2 separate regions of the Mus musculus genome follow, and region 1 is linked to region 2. Evidence: chromatin contacts called from public capture Hi-C data. All regions are on one chromosome and are shown on one strand. The core of a region is the stretch at or near the end of the contact, and the rest is flanking DNA. Distances in the headings are between cores, read along the strand shown.

Evidence for each region. Capture Hi-C pulls out chosen DNA fragments and counts their contacts.
Region 1: a capture Hi-C map of macrophages shows a contact between it and region 2, with 4 times the contacts expected there. The contact joins the promoter of Serpina3n here to the promoter of Serpina5 in region 2. A contact is called at or near these places in 11 of 39 promoter capture datasets (3T3-L1-derived adipocytes, the C10 cell line, the HPC-7 cell line and 7 more), 3 of 15 datasets of contacts at CTCF or cohesin (the NIH/3T3 cell line, embryonic stem cells and large pre-B cells), 1 of 484 Hi-C or Micro-C datasets (liver), 4 of 115 datasets of contacts at active chromatin or transcription factors (cardiomyocytes, embryonic stem cells, forebrain and 1 more) and 3 of 9 other capture datasets (adipose tissue, liver and macrophages).

Annotation. Positions count from the first base shown.
Region 1 is chr12:104,404,249-104,410,459 of GRCm38.p6, forward strand. Serpina3n (serine (or cysteine) peptidase inhibitor, clade A, member 3N) reads left to right here and starts at 2,460. Exons shown (of 5, transcript NM_009252.2): 1 at 2,460-2,547; 2 at 4,406-5,059. The coding sequence starts at 4,423.
Region 2 is chr12:104,096,572-104,103,264 of GRCm38.p6, forward strand. It overlaps Serpina5 (serine (or cysteine) peptidase inhibitor, clade A, member 5), which reads left to right and starts at 4,542. Exons shown (of 5, transcript NM_172953.3): 1 at 4,542-4,688; 2 at 5,098-5,723; 3 at 6,573-6,693. The coding sequence starts at 5,111.

The DNA of each region.
Region 1 (6,211 bases), core at 1,210-3,709, 310 kb after region 2:
TAACCTGCAAGGTTGACTTTTCCTGTTTTGCTCTCATTTTAAATTACAAGGACTTAGCACGGGACAAAAATGATTTTATTCTACAACTACAAACAAAAACCTCAACCTGCACAGGACAAACAGAAATCCATCCCTAACTCTCTTACCTAAATACAGAAACTTTAACCTACAAAGAATATACAACAATATACAAGGTATCTTATTCCTCATTTAGTCTCAAACTAGTTGGCTCTCAGTCCTCTCCTACCTGAGAAGAGGGGTTCTTTTTTTTTTTTTTTTAGAAATACATCTTTCTTTTAAAGATTCATTTATTTTATGTATATGAGTACATTATCACTATTTTCAAACAAACCAGAACTGGGCATTGAATCCCAATACAGATGGTTAATAGCCACCATGTGGTTGCTGAGAATTGAACTCTGGACCTCTGGAAGAGGAGCCAGCATTCTTAGCCACTGAGCCTTCACTTCCAGCCCAAGAGGGGTTCTTGAATGCTGCTTCAAAGCAGCAGAGTGAGGGACAGCATGGTATAAGGTCATCTACATACAGGTTTAACCTGCTGGGGTGTGGGGGGGGGGGGCGGGGGCGGGTTGAGAGAAAGGAAGTCAGTGGCCAGAGCCTGGTTGAAGTAATGGGGACTAAATCAGATCCCCTAGGGCAGATAGTCCAAGTAAGATGAAGTGTTGTTACCTGGGTGTGAAGGAATGATAAAGTATCCTTAGTATACAGTAAAGAAAGAAGTAGAGGAAGAGAGTGAGAAAGTCTACTATGAGGGTTAGGCACCACTGCAAGGGATAGGAAGAATGCTATGCTGATGATGCTGAGGTCCTGAGCATGGGATAGGAAAGATGCTGTGCCAGTGATGCTGAGGTCCTGAGCATGGGATAGGAAGGATGTTGTGCCAGTGATGCTGAGGTCCTGAGCATGGGATAGGAATGATGCTGTGCTGATGATGCTGAGGTCCTGAGCATGGGATAGGAAGGATGTTGTGCCAGTGATGCTGAGGTCCTGAGCATGGGATAGGAATGATGCTGTGCTGATGATGCTGAGGTCCTGAGCATGGGATAGGAAGGATGTTGTGCCAGTGATGCTGAGGTCCTGAGCATGGGATAGGAAGGATGCTGTGCTGATGATGCTGAGGTCCTGAGCATGGGATAGGAAGGATGCTGTGCTGATGATGCTGAGGTCCTGAGCATGGAATAGGAAAGATGCTGTGCTGATGATGCTGAGGTCCTGAGCATGGAATAGGAAGGATGCTGTGCTGATGATGCTGAGGTCCTGAGCATGGGATAGGAAGGATGCTGTTCTGATGATGCTGAGGTCCTGAGCATTGCCAGTAAAAGACTTTGGGATGGGCAAGGCAAGGGTGATACAGGCTAAAAGAGTGCGCTTGAGAGCACCTTAATAAGCAGCTGCTGTATGAGAGGTTTTAAGCCTTGTACAAAGTGATACAGGGGTAAAGGTAGGGTCCTGAAGTAGGATCTTAATGGGGGTGCTGATGTGACCGCTCTAAAAGAGGAACAGTATCCTATGCTTTGGGGTCAATGAGGGAATGTGGAAGAGGATACATTAAAGCATTAGTAGGTGTCAGTAGACAAAGAGGCTCTTTAGAGTTTAGGAGAGGGAAAATACTAGAGGGAGCTGGATGAGCATAAAAAGTGTAAAAGAGGGGCTGGAGAGATGGCTCAGTGGTTAAACACACTCACTGCTCTTCCATGGGTCCTGAGTTCAATTCCCAGCAACCACATGGTGGCTCACAACCATCTGTAATGGGATCTGATGCCCTCTTCTGCTGTTTCTGAAAACAGCTGCAGTGTACTCATATAAATAAAATAAATCTTTTTATAAAGAAGGAGGAGGAAGAGGAGAAAGAGGAGGAGGAGGAGGAGAAGTGTGAAAGGAAAAGTGTGATTTGGCCATGATATTCCTACCCGACAGAAAGGTTGGGAAATGTGGCATAAAGAGGCAAAGACAAGTCTCTATTTAGGATATGGCCATTCCTGACAGGACAGATATAGATGTAGACAGCTTCTGTCAGCATCAAGCATGTGTTTATTAATATGTAAGTTTCCCTAGAGAAACTGGAAGGACAGACAGAGTTGCTCTGTTCTTTCCTAAATGATTTAGACAGTCCAAAACAAATGTTAGCTGCAGCCTTCCAGGAGACAAGGAGGGCTGTGCACTTTCCTTTTGCTTCTGACTTCTCCCCCTTTCCACATCGACTCTGAAGCATTTCATAAACAGAAGACTTGTCCAGTACAGCAGTGGGCTTGTGTAGAACAGAGGTGGGGCTTTTCCCATCAGGAAGGAGTTCTGATAGAGGCTACAAATCCATGTTACCAGAAATCATCCAGTCTGTTCATTTCCAGTCTGAGCACAGAGCACAGCTTGTCCATGCCAGCATTTCCTAAGAGGAGGGAGGAGCCCTTGATGGGAATAAATAGGCTTTAATGTGCACTGGGGACAACATGCCAGGCAAGCGGCAACCCTGAACATCGGGAGTCAGCTATCACAGAGGCTGGCAGCTGGCTGGTTTCAGCTCTGTAGGTAAAGCCCAGGATTCCTTGACTCCAGGGACAGAGAAGGAACCTTCCCAGGACTGTGCGGTACTGGCTACTGCCTGCAACCTGTGTTTGTGGGGGTGGGGCAAGGGCTTTGGCTGAGATACTGGCTTACAATCAGGGAACCTTTCTTGGGTTCATAAAATCTTCTCTCCGGTCAGTTTCTCTTCCCTGTGGAAGATACAGATGCTGTGGTCTCTGCTCGTGGAGAGTAAATGGAGCCTGCTTCTCTGACTCCAAGGGGGGGGGGAGGTTTAGAGACATGTCTAGCTTGCATGCTGCAGTCATAGCTAGGGTGAGACCGGACTGTTGCAGAGTCACTGTTGGGGAGGTGGCAGCTCTGCCTTGCTCACATCACAGAAGAGATGCCTGGGGGGTTGGGACTCCACTTCCCTCTTAGATACCAGATCCCCTAGGCAAGCAGAGGGGCTTCCCCCTCAACTAGGGAAGCAAAGATGGCTCAGTCACTGAGCCACGTCTCCTGCTGTATGAACCGAGCAGCCTCTTTTCTCTGGAAATATTTTTGGTGCAAAATATTGTTTAGTGCTTTTCCAAAGAAATGGTTGCATCGGACTGAAAATAAAATCAGCCAAGTTGCTTAAGTCCCTGGCTCATCTGCAGACACGTCACAGCCATTTATTTGCACAAGTGGCTAGCACCAACACTCCTCTGGGCCTTCCAATTCTCTCCTCTCCTCTCCATCTTCCCTCGGCTCCATCCTCCTTTCCCTGACCCCCCTCCTTCTACCTCCATGTTCCTCTTTCTTCTACTTTTCACTCCTTTCTTTCTCCAAACTCCTGCTTTCCCCCTTCTCTTCTTCCTCTATCCCTGTTCATTTACCATCCACCTTCACCTTTGGACACCTGTACAAATGGCCAGAGACTAAAGGTAAGATTGCAGGCGTTCAACTATAGTCCATTAGGATGCCTGTGGTCCCCACTCCAGGTGGATATAGAGGAGATGGACCCCTAGACATTCCAGACAACCACTTCCAATGCCCACAACAAGCCAGCCACTTACCAATAATGTAACCTGGACCCCTCACCAAGCTACACAGAAAGGTCCACCTATTTGCTTTTACCACACAGCCATCCTGACAGCCAACATGAGATCTGGTCCAGGTGTCAGAGACTGATACCGCTCATTCTTCTTCTCACCAGGAAGCCTTCCAAGCCTGAGGTACAAACAACCATGTGGTTCCCAGGCAGGGCAGATAGAACCTTCCCATACTGACCCCACTAATGGCCTGTTCTCAGAAGTTTCAAGGCTTTGGCTCTGCACCGGGTGTCTCCAGTGCTTCTTCTCAATTGACATCCACACTCCCAGAAACATGCTCTGGATTCAGGCCACGGTTTTGAGATTTGGTAGACTTGTCACCAAAAGGCAAAGATAGACCCTGTGCTCATTTCTGCTTCAAGGCTGCTGAGGTCTGCCTACCAGGAATGACAGGCGGGAACTTTGAGGAAGGGAACTATTGCAAAGGAAGAGGAATCCCTGCCTTCTAATGGGTCCGTTGCCATGAGAGAAAGAGAGAAGACCCTGGGGAGACAGGGCTTACACCCCTCCCCAGCTCCTATTTGGCCTGCTCTTTGAACCCTGGCATAGCCCTTTAACTCTCTTGAGTATTTGATTCTCTGTTAGGAAAACTGGCTTCTGCAGCAGCACTTCCTCCGTGATAGTAGGGAACACATGGTGTCATCCGAGTGGCCAGAGCACCTCCCATGTGCAACCACAGAGGCAGGAAGGGCAGTAGAGCAGGGCACAATGACAGGCAGGTGGGAGAACTAAGAGATGGTCAGAGCACCAGCTGGTCCTCCCAGACTCAAAGGATGTTTTCCTTTCAGACTGCAGAACACAGAAGATGGCCTTCATTGCAGCTCTGGGGCTCTTGATGGCTGGGATCTGCCCTGCTGTCCTCTGCTTCCCAGATGGCACGTTGGGAATGGATGCTGCAGTCCAAGAAGACCATGACAATGGGACACAACTGGACAGTCTCACATTGGCCTCCATCAACACTGACTTTGCCTTCAGCCTCTACAAGGAGCTGGTTTTGAAGAATCCAGATAAAAATATTGTCTTCTCCCCACTTAGCATCTCAGCGGCCTTGGCCGTCATGTCCCTGGGAGCAAAGGGCAACACCCTGGAAGAGATTCTAGAAGGTCTCAAGTTCAATCTTACAGAGACCTCTGAGGCAGACATCCACCAGGGCTTTGGGCACCTCCTACAGAGGCTCAACCAGCCAAAGGACCAGGTACAGATCAGCACGGGTAGTGCCCTGTTTATTGAAAAGCGCCAGCAGATCCTGACAGAATTCCAGGAGAAGGCAAGGGCTCTGTACCAGGCTGAGGCCTTCACAGCAGACTTCCAGCAGCCTCGTCAGGCCAAAAAGCTCATCAATGACTATGTGAGGAAACAGACCCAGGGGATGATCAAGGAACTGGTCTCAGACCTGGATAAAAGGACATTGATGGTGCTGGTGAATTATATCTACTTTAAAGGTGAGCGTGGTCACTGCCTGGGGAGTGGAGGGAAGGAGTCTTGGCTGGGTACCTGTATCAATAGGATGACAACTCAATAGGAGGTGCTCTAAGTCTTGTAGGCATAGGTGCCTAGCTTCTTATTACCCAAAGGCCTTACTTTTCTTCTAGTATTTTTTTTTTTGAAATGGTATGGTTCATGGCATGTAGTCAACATAAACCCTAATCTGTCCATCTAAGAGGGCTGACCTGGGCTGTGACTTAGCCTTAGTTACCAACAGAACACCATAGCCCACACATCCAGTTCTACCTGCATGTTCAGAAGCCATGGCTACTCCCTACAGAGATGGATTCCCTCAGGCATTTCAAACATGTTCCTGTAGGAAATATCCATCCCTGTAGGAGAGCCTCTGTCTCTAGGGTCCAGGTGAGATGGGGAATTGTTGCCCTAAGGAGGCTGACTGTCCTAATCTTAAGAGAGAAAGTAGCATAGCCCACAGCTAGTGAAGAGCCCTGCTGGCAATTACTATACAGGACTTCTCCCATGAGCCCCTTCTGTAACAAGCTAGTCCTTAACACAAGAAGCAGGGACTCGGTAAAAAACATTAGAGATGGGGAAGTGTCATCCAGGTAGTATTCTGTGTTTAGTGAATGTCTTCTTCATGGAAATTGCTTTTGTAAAATAACTAGCCACTTAGCATGAAAGGTCAGAATTCCCAAGACACATTCCTGAGCCAGAGATTCCAATGAGACTTGTGTGCAAGATAGATGGAGACTCAGCTATACGCAATGTTATAGGTAACGGTACTGGGGGAAAGCCCAGAGATCCCACACCCACAACATCCTGCCTGATAGAGACAAGGAGCAAAGTGACAGACCTGAAGTTGGTGACTGGCAGAAGTCATGATGTAACCAGACCTGCGGTGGATCTGGAGGTGATTAAAGTTAGTCCAGGGCAGAGGGAGGGCAGGTCTGGGGCTATAGACAGAAAATCAAGGTGGCAATGGACAGAAATATAGGATAGGAGGACAACTGGACAGGAGGACAGGAAGGACAGGAGGACAGAGGATAGGAGGGCAGGATGGCCCCACAGCTGCTGTTGGCAGGGGACGGACGGTAGAAGCAGAGTGACAGCCTGAAGGGTTAGACTGCAGAACATGGCTCTCTCAACTC
Region 2 (6,693 bases), core at 3,292-5,791:
TTACCGTATGAGTGAATCTGAAAACTGAAGGGGACATTCTTAGGCCATTGTGCTATACTGAGGCCAAGCTGTTTGCAGTTACACAGAGATAGTAAAATCCCTGAGTCTGAGGAAGAAGAAGAGAGGAAGGGTTGTGTAGGGCCAGGAAGGGAGTAAGGAATTTGGGGTGTCCCCAAGTGGACTGAGAGACTTTTTAGAGAGAAATGTCCCAAGTCACAGATGAGAGGTGCCATTTTCCACATGACAGGGGCTCAGTAGGGTGAGCATACCACTGTTGCTTTTGTAGAAATCCAACAGAGACAAAGTAGGCAGCTCTGGGTGACACCCAGTAGAGGAAAAGAGACTCGTGGTTAGAGCAGGTAGAAGAGAAAAATAACTGAAGAGGTGAGGCTTTTGGGAAAAGGGAGAATTCCAACCGAGGAAGAGGGGGAGGTGTCTTAGTAGACAGATACCCACATGGTGGGCACCCTGGAGAGTGTAGAAGGCTTCAAGAGCCAGAAAGATACAACACTTGCCAAGTAGGTGAGGAGAGACCAGAGTTAGAGGAGGTGGAGGGAAGGAAGAAGCAGCTGAGAAGGTGGACACTAGAATTTGAAGTCAAATATGGAGGGTGGCAGAAGCCAGCAGAGACAAATGAGCCATGCATACCTTAAGAGAGTTAAATCAGCAGCTTGGTTTGATTAGGAGTGGCTGTGCCCCTTGGGAGAAAGCTCGTGGATGCCCCTCTTGGTTTCCAGCACCAGATGAATACAACGAGGACCTGACTGCTCCAAGGTCTTACTGAGAGGGATGATGTCATTGTAAATACAAGGGAGAGGAGTCTGGAAGAGTCCAGAGCATGGAGAGAAAGGAAATGACTAATAAACATGGTCAGTAGACTAAATGGGGGCTAGGGAGTGGGGAAGAGGGAGAAGAGAGAGGAAGAGAAGAGAGAGGAGGGAAGGGGACAGGTGGACCAAGGGATGGGGCAAGGGAGAACTGGAGTGCATGGCTGCAATAGCAGGCTTATATAGGAATTGGAAGCTGGGGGAAGGGAATCAAAACCCAAGGGATGGAGAAGTGAGCTGAGAGGAGCCACAGGTACAGAGTGAGCCTGGCACTTGGCCTGGTGTACAGCACGTACTTTTGTACGCTAATAGGTACCACAGGCTCAACAGCTCCCTCCTTCTCATCATTTAAAAGCCAAATAAGTTCCTGAATGTCTAAGAGACTCTTATTTTTTTCCCTGAACTGATAAATGTCTCCTAGCTTAACCAAAAGAATTATCAACTGAAGATTCCAATCACAATACTGAGTGGGTGATGGAGGATGCCAAAGGGGTTGAATTTTGTGCAGTAAATCTGGTCACCTCAGAAGGGGAATCTCCACAGTCAGAGAGAGAACAATTGATACAGGCAATTTAGAAGTGTCTCCCGTTCACTTGACTAGAAGGATCCCCAAGCCAAGTAACATGTTGGGAAGGTTAATATAAGCAGTGAGCCCAGGCATAAAAGGGTGTCCATTTTATAGTTGTCTTCTCTTTTTCAAACGTCCCATAGATGATTTTATTGCCCAGGTCCGTGGCTAACAGCAATGGGGCAGTTGAGTCTTTTTTCCTGGAGACACTGTAATGAGTCAGTTAGAGGGTTCTAGGAAATTAACTTATCCAGACCAGGTAGGCATCTCTAGGACAAGTGGAACAGAATCTCAGGCCATCCCTCTAGAGGCACAGAGTTCTACAGAAACTGTGGTTATACCACCCAAGGGGAAATTCCATTCTGAAGCCAGGGCACCGGATTTTCATTGTTTACTGGGAAATACATACCCACACAGTGGGGGTACCTTACAGGTGATTAGAGGCTGGAAAATTCAAGGGATGGGTGAATTGATGATATTTGAAAAACTGTACATCACTTTTCAGATGAGATGGGGACATTCTTATTGACCTGCTGGCGACAGACAAATAGAAATAAGGTGATGGCCAAATGTAGGCAAAGAGAGCAGTGCAGGGCTGCCACGCTCTCCGGTCGAGTTAGCTTGACAGGCTGAGGCTTGAAAGCTACTCACGAGGCAAAAGAGTTTCACGGAAACTCACTCCTGGAGTGCGTTAGTCCAGTGTATGGATCCACGTGCTCTCTTTTAGTATTACCCTATTATAAGTGCCTTTTAAGATTGAATTCTGGCATAGCTAAAGCCAGTGTTCCAAGATCCCAGAAGCCGCTGAGTTTAGAATCCTGTGAGAAAGCAGCAAGGAAGTTTAACCTATTCAGTAACTAATTAATCATTACAATAGCCGGAGCCAGTGGCTCAACTGGTCTGCAGAAAGAGCCTGGAAATCTCACTGAGATAGAAATATTTAGTACAGGCTACATTGCATACCAAAAGCAGGTTGGTATACTCTCCTGACAAACGGAGATTCTCCAGATAAGAATTTAGCAAGGCCTAGGAATTTAGGGGTCTGTGACATTGCATTATTCTTGAGGCCTGCCAAGAGCAGAACCCCCTGGTGCTATTAACACTAAAGTGTGAAATTCTTGCCTCTCATTAGGCTGATCCTAGGCAGGACTGCTTATCTTTATTGTAAACATTTACCTGGTTCCTGCAATTCCTTTTGAAGTCATTCCTTTGTGTTTTATCTGGTAAACTTCAATGTACCTTGCCTGATGTGACTTCCAACCCCTTGTATTCTCTGTACTATAAAAAGTCTGATGCTCGACCTGACAATGCATTCAGATTCTACACAACCTCTCCTGTGTGCATCTGTCTGTCAATTCATCCAAAGCTTTGCCCACTTGCGACTAGAGACCCGTTCCACGCAGACACAGGGACCCAGAGGGTCTTCGGCACAGGGCCTCCCATGAGAGGCACCCAGAAGGTCACTGATCTGATTTTTTTTTTAGCTATTATGTAATATTTTGGCAGCCAGATAATTTTAAATAAATCTTAATTTGACAACCTTTATTTTAAATTGCTAATCTCAAGCCTTAGAAAATTTAGTTTTATGTATATTATCTTTAAATCTTATCCCTTTTATACTTTAAATAATGTACTCAGAACTTTGTAACTTATAACCCTTTTAATTTTATATAGCTCATATCTCAATATATCCACCTCAATCTTTATGTAAATTATTATTTATTAAAATAATTTATTTCTGTATGTATAAATTTTCATCAAAATATTTTTTACCTCATAGCTTTTATATTTTAGTACCATAACTTATGCTATTTTTTATGCTATTTTTACTTTTTAAATAACATGTAAAATAACTTTATTTTTATAACGTTTTCTATTTTTTTTAATATCATGAGACCTTTTAATAGTCATGTAGATAAACCTCCTTTTTGTTTTTTAATGTAAAACTGGTTGGGAAAGAGTTTTCAGAGCAGTTATCTCTCAGGCAAAGGCGGGTCAATGATGGACTGTTGTGCCTAGGAGACTGGGCTCTTTGTAGTCTGAACCTGGGTTCTGAAATCTGTGCAGCCACTGTTGTGAGTTTTGACTGTGTCCTCAACATGCACACACACACACACACACACACACACACACACACACACACACACCACATAGGCCCTCACCCCACAACCCCTATACCTATCCTGTACTGGGGAGAAATCTAGCAAAACCAAGCAGGCTGTTTGTTAGGGTAAGGATGCTGAAGTTTAGCTCTCCATGATAGCTGGTTCCTGGTGGTTGTGGAGGTGGACAGACTCACTCATCTTTAAGGAGCTGGCCAGCAGGAGTTTGACCATGTTCTGGCGAGTATATGGACAACACAAACTGGACTTGTTTTTTCTATCTTTGGGGGCAGTGGTGCACAAGAGGTGGGGAGCGGGCCTGGGGGGCTGGGAAGTAAGGGTAATGGGATACATTGTCAAATTCCCAAATAACCAATAGCAATATTATGTTAAGAAGACAACTTTACTATCTTTTGTTTCACTCTTGAAGTTTCTACCCCTTTCTTCAGGTGGTCTCTCTGGGGATACTTTTTAATTTTTAAATTTCTCTATGTGTTATGGCCATATTTACTCTTTTTCTCATATTCAGGCGTCCCTGTTTAGTCACTACTTGACTTGGACCATACAGTCATTTTTTTTTTGTAACAATGCCGAGGGGGGAGGTGGGATCAGGAGGCCATAAGCTAGAGAAGATACAGTTAGGGATCAGGAAGTCCAGCTTTCACATGCTGGATCTTATACCAAGCAAGCTTCTTTTAAAAGTACAGTATCTTATATACCAAGTCCAGGTAAGAGATGAGACAGAGTCAGCAGAAACTGCCACACAATGGGACAAAGCCAGAGGGAAGCTAATCAAACAATGTTGCGCAAGGAAAACATGATATCTCAAGAACATTCCAGACTGAGCACACGGCAGCCTTGGAATTGATGACACCAGTCTCTTCAGGGGAAAAAGCTAAGTCCCAGGAATAGAAACCTTAACAAGTTCAAGGCTCCAGCCTCGGGCTCTGGCTGGCATTGCCAAGCACATTCTTAGACAAAGAAACAGAAGTACATTTATTCTGTCCTTTTATCGGGGACCCTACGAAAATCTTAGATCAACCCAGCTCCCAATGAAGCAGAGCTGGAGTGGGGTGGAGACAGAGTCTCTGCGGTCAGTGACATTTGCCGGCTGCAATTCCTCTGCTCTGCTCTCTGTCCTCTTGTAAGCCAGGTGGACTATACCTTGACACTCAGCCACCACGATACAGAGTGAGTACACCTGCTGGGGTAGGACCTGTGGCATTATGGATGTGTGTGGGTGTAACATAGCTGAAGCCAAGGAACCCTGCGAATGAGGCATAATGCAAAATCCTAAACTTACTTAAAATATTATGAGGAAAAAATGTTTTGTTTTTTGTTTTTGATTTTGATTTTGTTTTAACTCCATTGCATACCGGTCTGTAAGTCTACCTTGAGCAGTTAGTTGCCTGCTTCATCTGATCGTCCCAGAGCACTGAGTACCACTGCTTCTCTTTACAGCCTCATGGTCTAGTTTCCTTCTTACCCTCTTGGAGGGGACATGGGGACATCTTTGCAGATGTCAGCCTACTCATTGTGTCTCTCACTTTGACTCACAACTGTTCCCTCTCCAAGAACATTTTTCTCTTCTCCCCTCCAGAGCTGTCACCACAATGAGGTTCTTCCCCATTCTGTGCCTGGTGCTGTTCATCAGCCATGGGGTGGCTTCCCGCCGACACTCCCATTCCAAGAAGAAGAAGGCTAAAGAGTCCTCGGTGGGTGCTGTGGGACCTCCCAGTAGCAAAGACTTTGCTTTCAGACTCTACAGGGCCTTGGTTTCTGAATCCCCTGGTCAGAATGTCTTCTTCTCCCCCTTGAGCGTGTCTATGAGTTTGGGCATGCTCTCCCTGGGGGCTGGCTTGAAGACGAAGACCCAGATCCTAGATGGCCTAGGCCTCAGCCTCCAGCAAGGCCAAGAAGACAAGCTCCACAAGGGCTTCCAACAGCTGCTACAGAGATTCAGGCAGCCTAGTGATGGCCTGCAGCTGAGCCTGGGCAGTGCCCTTTTTAAAGACCCAGCAGTACATATCCGGGACGACTTCCTGAGTGCCATGAAGACACTGTACATGTCAGACACTTTCTCTACCAACTTTGGGAACCCTGAAATCGCCAAGAAGCAGATCAACAACTATGTAGCCAAGCAGACCAAGGGCAAGATTGTAGACTTTATCAAGGATCTTGACAGCACCCATGTCATGATAGTGGTAAATTACATCTTCTTCAAAGGTAAGCCTTGGGCTCCAACTTGAACTTTTTCCTCTTTTCTGTTTTTATTAAAAGATAGCATTCCCTCCCTGATAAAAGAACAAGCCACCCAAGTGCCAGCTGGGTAGAAGGAAAGCTGCCTCATGGGAGACAGAACCTGCTTATCAGCCTGTCAGTGATTCCACAGTCAGGAGCTGGTCTTTGTCATAGACATCATGACAAAACAACCCTGACTGTCAAACCCACTAGAAACAGGATATGGATCTGATCAGGGCTAAGAAGGCAGGAAACAGGAGGGGTCAGAGGCTACTGAAAGCAAATGTCTGTTGCCCTGCCAAGACACCATGGCCAGGACATATTATTGAAGAAAAAATAATCACGTTATTAGGATTGGCTTATAGTTTCAGAGTCTATGACCATCTCAGTAGGAAGCACGGTAGCAGGCAGACAGGTGTGCTGCTGGAGCAATAACTGAGAGCTTACATCTGATCCACAAACACTCAGCAGAGAGGCAGGAAACTGGTGAGAGTGTTTGAAACCTCCAAGCCTTCTCAATGTCGTACCAATAAGTGCCTCACCTCCTAATCCTTCCCACAACAACTCAACCAACCAGGGACCAAGCATCCAAACATATGAGCCTGTGGGGGCCATTCTCATTCAAACCAGGAGGAAAGGAGGACAGGCCCATAAAAGGTTCAGGCTACCCAGAACTTTGAGGGGATTTGGCCTCTGGGGCCAAGGGGTGTGGGTGCTGCTGTTGTTGAGGTTGCTCTGTAGAGACACTCTTTGGATTGTCTCCTTTCTACAGCCACAGCCAAGGGTCTCCCATTTTTACTCAGTTCTCTTTAATTCCTTCTCCTTCATCTTTAGCCAAGTGGCAGACGGCCTTCAGTGAGACAAACACCCACAAGATGGATTTCCATGTGACCCCCAAAAGGACCACACAGGTGCCCATGATGAACCGTGAAGATGGGTATTCCTACTACCTGGA